Regions from separate parts of the Mus musculus genome. Here region 1 is linked to region 2. A link is a contact called in public Hi-C data. All regions are on one chromosome and are shown on one strand. Each heading gives the region's core, a stretch centred on a gene start, on an enhancer-like site or on the middle of the called end of the contact. The rest is flanking DNA. Distances are from core to core; before and after follow the strand shown. Region 1 has its middle 17 kb from the start of 1700113B09Rik. Region 2 has its middle 31 kb from the start of D630013N20Rik.

What was found. Hi-C and Micro-C count contacts between places; a contact is called where the count stands out from the background.
Region 1: a Hi-C map of neural stem cells shows a contact between it and region 2, with 3 times the contacts expected there. The contact joins two enhancer-like sites. A contact is called at or near these places in 2 of 15 datasets of contacts at CTCF or cohesin (both in the NIH/3T3 cell line), 2 of 484 Hi-C or Micro-C datasets (muscle stem cells and neural stem cells) and 2 of 115 datasets of contacts at active chromatin or transcription factors (astrocytes and embryonic stem cells).

What each region holds. Positions count from the first base shown.
Region 1 is chr10:71,217,117-71,219,879 of GRCm38.p6, reverse strand. No RefSeq gene overlaps it. Among named protein-coding and RNA genes, the nearest start is that of 1700113B09Rik, 17 kb to the right of the region's middle. Within about 2 kb of position 1,434, at least 37 of the 459 cell types and tissues checked have an H3K27ac peak or open chromatin away from gene starts, as enhancers often do. A contact at or near this core is called in neural stem cells, where this site is marked.
Region 2 is chr10:70,685,398-70,688,097 of GRCm38.p6, reverse strand. No RefSeq gene overlaps it. Among named protein-coding and RNA genes, the nearest start is that of D630013N20Rik, 31 kb to the right of the region's middle. Within about 2 kb of position 1,432, at least 47 of the 459 cell types and tissues checked have an H3K27ac peak or open chromatin away from gene starts, as enhancers often do. A contact at or near this core is called in neural stem cells, where this site is marked.

The DNA.
Region 1 (2,763 bases), core at 185-2,684, 530 kb before region 2:
GCCCTTGAGAATTTCCCCTGAGAACCCAGCGGGACGACATCCCGGGATTCCGATTCCAAAGCCTTGAAGTAGATCAGCAGATCAACCTCCAAGAGACCTGAGTACACAGGCCCTGACCCCACATGCAGCTTCAAGCTTGCTGTCACCCTGTCCCGTCCCCCCATGCCTTCACCCCTACCCCCCTGCAGCCTTTCATCATCTCTGCCTCAAGGGGAGCCCATCTCTTCCCCAGGAGGAAAGCAAACAGCAGATGTGTGTGATGACAGTGTGGTGTGTGTCCCCAAGCCATGCAGGGGACCTCTGATCTCTGTCTGGCCTTGTTTGCAAATAAATGCCTTTCTCCTAACAGCCTGGTGCTTCGGAGAGGCAGGAAGGGGACAGCCCAGGCACCTGGAAGCTAAAAGGCTTTGCTGGCTAAGCAGAATATTTAAGAAGTGGTTTCTGTTGACATCTCCAGCTTGCGGTGGTTTGAAACTGTGTCAAAGTGTTTGCAAATATTTAGAGGTTCTCAGAGAGCGTGGTGTTGGGGTAGAGACAGTTCTCACAAAAGGCACTGAAGCCACACTCAGGGCAGTTTTGAAGACCCATTTGGAAGCCGACTGGGTAGAGACTTAAAGAGAATTGTGTGCTGAAGGGGCCGTAGGCAAAGGGAGAGTTGATAAATGTGCTGCTGACCTCTGCCCTACTGTGGACAGAACCAAATTGTCCAAAGAGACCTGCTCTCGGCCGTCTTCCTTATAGGAAGATCTAAAAGCAGGCTCTAGTTTAACACAAATGATGATGAGGGAAAGAGAGAGACGGTGATGGAAGGCTAATCCAGGAGTAGCAGCTCCCAGTCTTACCCACTGGGCCAGACAGACAGACCCTCCATCCTGTGGAATCCCAGATGCAACACTGGGGACCTAACCAGGGAGGCAGGCAGGATACTTCAGCAGATCAGACTCCACAATTCTGATTGGTACATCGAGTCTCTAGATTGAAAACTGTCAACACAATGACTTCAGTTTGTTGGTTGGTAACAAGTCTGTCATTTCAAGACTCTGCTTGTTGACGGCCACTTGTTTCTTACTGGCTGAGTCCTGAAAAAAAACACAGATCTTACCCTCCAATCTCCAACCGTGGAGATGACGGGTGGGGTGGGGGCAGGGCTCAGGGCTTTGTCAAGACAAGCAAATGTGCAACAAATCAGATGCTTTCTAGTACGGCTTCCTGGGAAGCCATAGCCCACCAGAACCATGACATCATGAACCCCTCTAATTACAGAGGATAAATATCTTACAGCAGGAGAGCTAAGACAGTAACATTTGGGGCAAGTGTGACCCGAATGTCAACTGATCAGATGAGTTGTAATTTTGTCGACTAGTCTGGGAGGCTTTTCCTGGCATCGGGGGAGTTCTTAGTATCAGGTGGAGAAGCAGTTTGTTCCGCAAACACTAGAGGGCAGCAGAAGGCAGCATTTGACAAATCCAAGGGCTCAGGCTGATGACCAGCTCAAGTCCCTGGGGCTATACACATCTCTCTTCTTGCTCAGTTGCCTCTGTTTTTAAGCCAGGAGATACCTTTTCCTGTTCAGGTAATAGCCTACTCCCCACCCCCACCCCCAATTCCTCCAAAGATACAGGGAGCTGGCTGAGGTTCCTGGTGCCTTAGCTCTTCCTGCGCCTCCTGACATGTCTCCAGTACTTACAAGGGTCGGGAAACAGAGGTCCCAGATGTGATTGCAGTGTGGCTCCTCAGACAGGCCACGGAACATTTGGAAGGCACAGCGGTCTACGTGTGGAGGAAGTATGCTTTCCCTAGCTACTTAGTTGCTGGCTTCAAGGGTGACGAGGCACCGCGTGTGGGCAGGCAAGGGTTTTTCGTAGCAGCAGTGTGGCTTCGAAGGAGACAGCTTTGAAGGCAGCCTCGCTCCCTGACCGCTGTCAGTCCCAGGAACAGTTTTCTGACTCCACCATCTTGGTTATAGCAGGGCTGGCTGTCTGCACCGCAGAGGCCAGTTCCTAGCGCTTCTCTCTGCTTCCTGAGCGCGCGCATGCACACGCACACACACACACTCTCTCTCTCACACACACTCACACACACACACACACACACACACACACACACACACACACGAGCATGTGCGCTTTTCTGGCCTTCCTATTTTGTCTGGAGCCAGTCTCCTGCATTCCTTCAGTCTCTTCCTATTTAATTAAAGTGGGTTTTATCTCTGACACTGACCCCGAGTGATACAGCGGCTGAAGGTGAGCAACAGCTATAACCTGAATCCAGCACTGTCATCTGGGTCTCTGACTGAGTCCCATTAGGTGACTCAGAGGGCGTCCCACCGTGAAGCCACACTTCCTTCATGACCACTGTGACTTGTCCCTGCTTCCACAGGGAGTGACTGCCTCCCTCCCCCTCCCGCTAATGGCACAGGGATATGGTGGGTGACAGGGCCAACGCTGAAGGTCAAGCTTATAGCCCCAGCTCTTCTAACAAGCACCGACTTAGACATGGAGACAGCCTAGAGTGGGTTATCAGGAGCTGAGCCTGCTCACAGTCTAGCATGGCTTGCCTGGGGTCCACAGCGAGCCAGACAGGTTTGAGGGGAGCTGCTGATATCCTCATCTACCTCCCAGGGCTTCCTGTGTGTGAAGCCCAGCTGGCCTGGGTTCCCTGCTGTGGTTCTCAGACCAGCATTAGAAATATAGAACCTGGAGCTGCATAGATAGCTCAGTGGGTAAGAGAATTTACGCTTGCAGAAGGACTCAGCACACACAT
Region 2 (2,700 bases), core at 183-2,682:
TACATTGTTATGCCACCAGACAGCTGACTGGCACAAGATGGCTAGAAAGGGGTTCAAATCCAGTTTATCTGGGTCTGAAGGCGGAGCTCTTTCCAGCTGGCTATGTGACACTCCAGCTTCACGACTGCTATCTAGCCAAGTGCATTCCAGTCACTGTTCCAACACCTGTGTCTTCTCAATGGCTTGGTCATCGGTGAAAGAGATAGCAGATATGTGGAGTTAACATAATTAATAAAATGTGAAAGGTTGATTTGTGTGAATGAGGCCTGGGTAATGGGAGCAAAGCAAGGGGTGTTAGCGCCTTGTCTAGGCTCTGCCCCACAGTTACCTGGCAATAGCCAGGTGTGCCTAACTCACTATAAAAGGAGCTGCTCTCCCTCTGCTCTCTCTTGCCTTCTTGCTCTCTTCTGTCCTTTTGCCCCTTCCCCTTCTCTCCCCATTCACCCCCCCCCCCATGGCCTGCCTCCTCTCCTCTCCTTCCCCCCCTCTCTCCCCCCCTTGGCCTTTCTCTGTCTCTTCTACTCTCTCAACTCCTTTCCATGCCCTGAATAAACTCTATTCGATACTATACCATCATGTGGCTGGTCTCTCAGGGGGAAGGGATGCCTCCGCATGGGCCCTCAGAGGCGCCCCCTTCCCCCACACCTCACACCTCCACCAAACTATTCCTTCTTTCTTTATCTTTTTATAAAATACAACAAGGGGGATGAATGAGTTACATTTGACACCAAGTTGCCTCTTTGGAATCGTCCTTTTAAAGCGATTGCTATCTGCCTGGTATCAGAGGGGGGATTGAGGTAGCAATCCTGACTAGTGGGTTCTCAGTATGCTGGTCATCTACCTCTTCCTCCTCACTTGGCTCAAGCTGAGGGAAATACCACTGCTCTTCACTCTTGCCAGTCCTTCTGCGACTTTGCTTCTGAGTTGCGGTGCCCCTTCCTAATGTCTCCTTTTTTTCTTTTCCTTTCACTTAACTTGGCTTTTATGTATCTGTCCATCACCGCCTCCTTTAACGACAAGCTAAGATGGCCTGGCTCTTTTTTAGTTTTCAAAGGATGCTGTCTGCCCTGAATGTGCGATGTTTAAGAGCCAGGGTCCGGTAAGTCTTTAAGAACAGTTGTTTATGTTCTTTCAAAGGTTGCCAAGTAATAAATAGTGATTTGAAAGTGAAGGGTAAAGTGGAATTTCATCACCCAGCTCTCTGCCTTTCCCGTGATGGCTTAAGTCATAAACCACTGTGTTCTAACCTTCAGAAGGGGATCTTGCCAGCTCGGGCTTACTGGGTGGACAGACACACTGTTTCCTAGCACAGTACCCTGGGCACTGATCCATCCTAGCCTGGTTGGAAATAAACCTTTGAAACTCTGAAGTCCATTGAAGCATCTGAGACAACAAAAGAGGCAAAGGGCCTTTGTGTTTCAGCAAGGGACTGGCCCAGTTCTTTACACTTTCCTAATGAGGGCCAGCCCTGGAGCCCTGATGTCTCTGCTACACAGAGGGGGGTTTAAAGAATAAAACCGCCCTGCCTGTCTGGGTCACTCCCCTCTTCCCAGGGACTTTTAGGGATGCTAGCCCAGCCCTTGGGAGCTTCAGTGCTCCTTCATGTTTTACAGTTTTGTACCAGGTTGTATGTATGTGAATCATATCAGATATTCTAGTTAGACTCTCTGGCACGATTGCCTGTCTACCAGAATCCCATCCAGCTCCGTTTGTTTAGAAGACTTAATTGACCCACTAGGAATTTCAGTCTGTCATCCTGAATTTAATTTGTGAGTTACATCAAGTTACAGTGTTTCATAGCATAAGTGCAGATACTAATTTTAGTACCATATGACAGTAAGTTGGGGGGAAAAAAAAAGAATCACCTCCCCTGACACACTTTTAAACAATGTGAGTTTTTTCCTGCACATGTCAGAGAAGTTATTATTTACTTATTTTGTTTGTTTGTTGATTACAGCAGAACAAAGACCAGCCCACTGGATGCCAGGGTTCTAACAGAGTGCTCATAACCTGTGCAAACCCAAGCCATATGAAATCCCAGAATAAAGCAGGGAATAATCTTACCCCTGGCCACGGAGCTATTGGCAACTGTTAGACACTGGTAGAGGAAGAGATAGTTTCCTCTAAGAGTACAGCCCCTGGTAGGATGGCTAGATTCCAGTGGAAGACCACACATCCAAGAATATTTGGGCAGCACAATTTGATATTAAAGGACTTTTTTAAAAAAAGATACAAGTATGGTAGTTATGGAAAGGGGTAGATCTGGGAAGAGTTGGAGGAGAGGACATAAATATTATCAAAATATGTTGCACAAAACACTCATAAACGAATAATACAGAAAATGAGGCAGAGGATTCAAATCCTAAGGTCCACTGTTACTCCGTGGGCTGCATATGTGAATATGATACTTTAAAGAAAGAAGCAACAGAAACAGCAGGCCTGAAGAAAGCTCTGAGATTTGATCCCCATCCCTTACTCTGTGAACAAACTATTTCAGGTTCAAGGTAAGTGCTGGGCTTGAAGAAGATTTGATGTCTGTCCTAGTTAGGGTTTTACTGCTGTGAACAGACACCATGACCAAAGCAAGTCTTATAAAGGACAACATTTAATTGAGGTTGGTTTACAGGTTCAGAGGTTCAGTTCATTATATTCAAGGCAGGAAGCATGGCAGCATCCAAGTAGGCATGGTGCAGGCAGAGC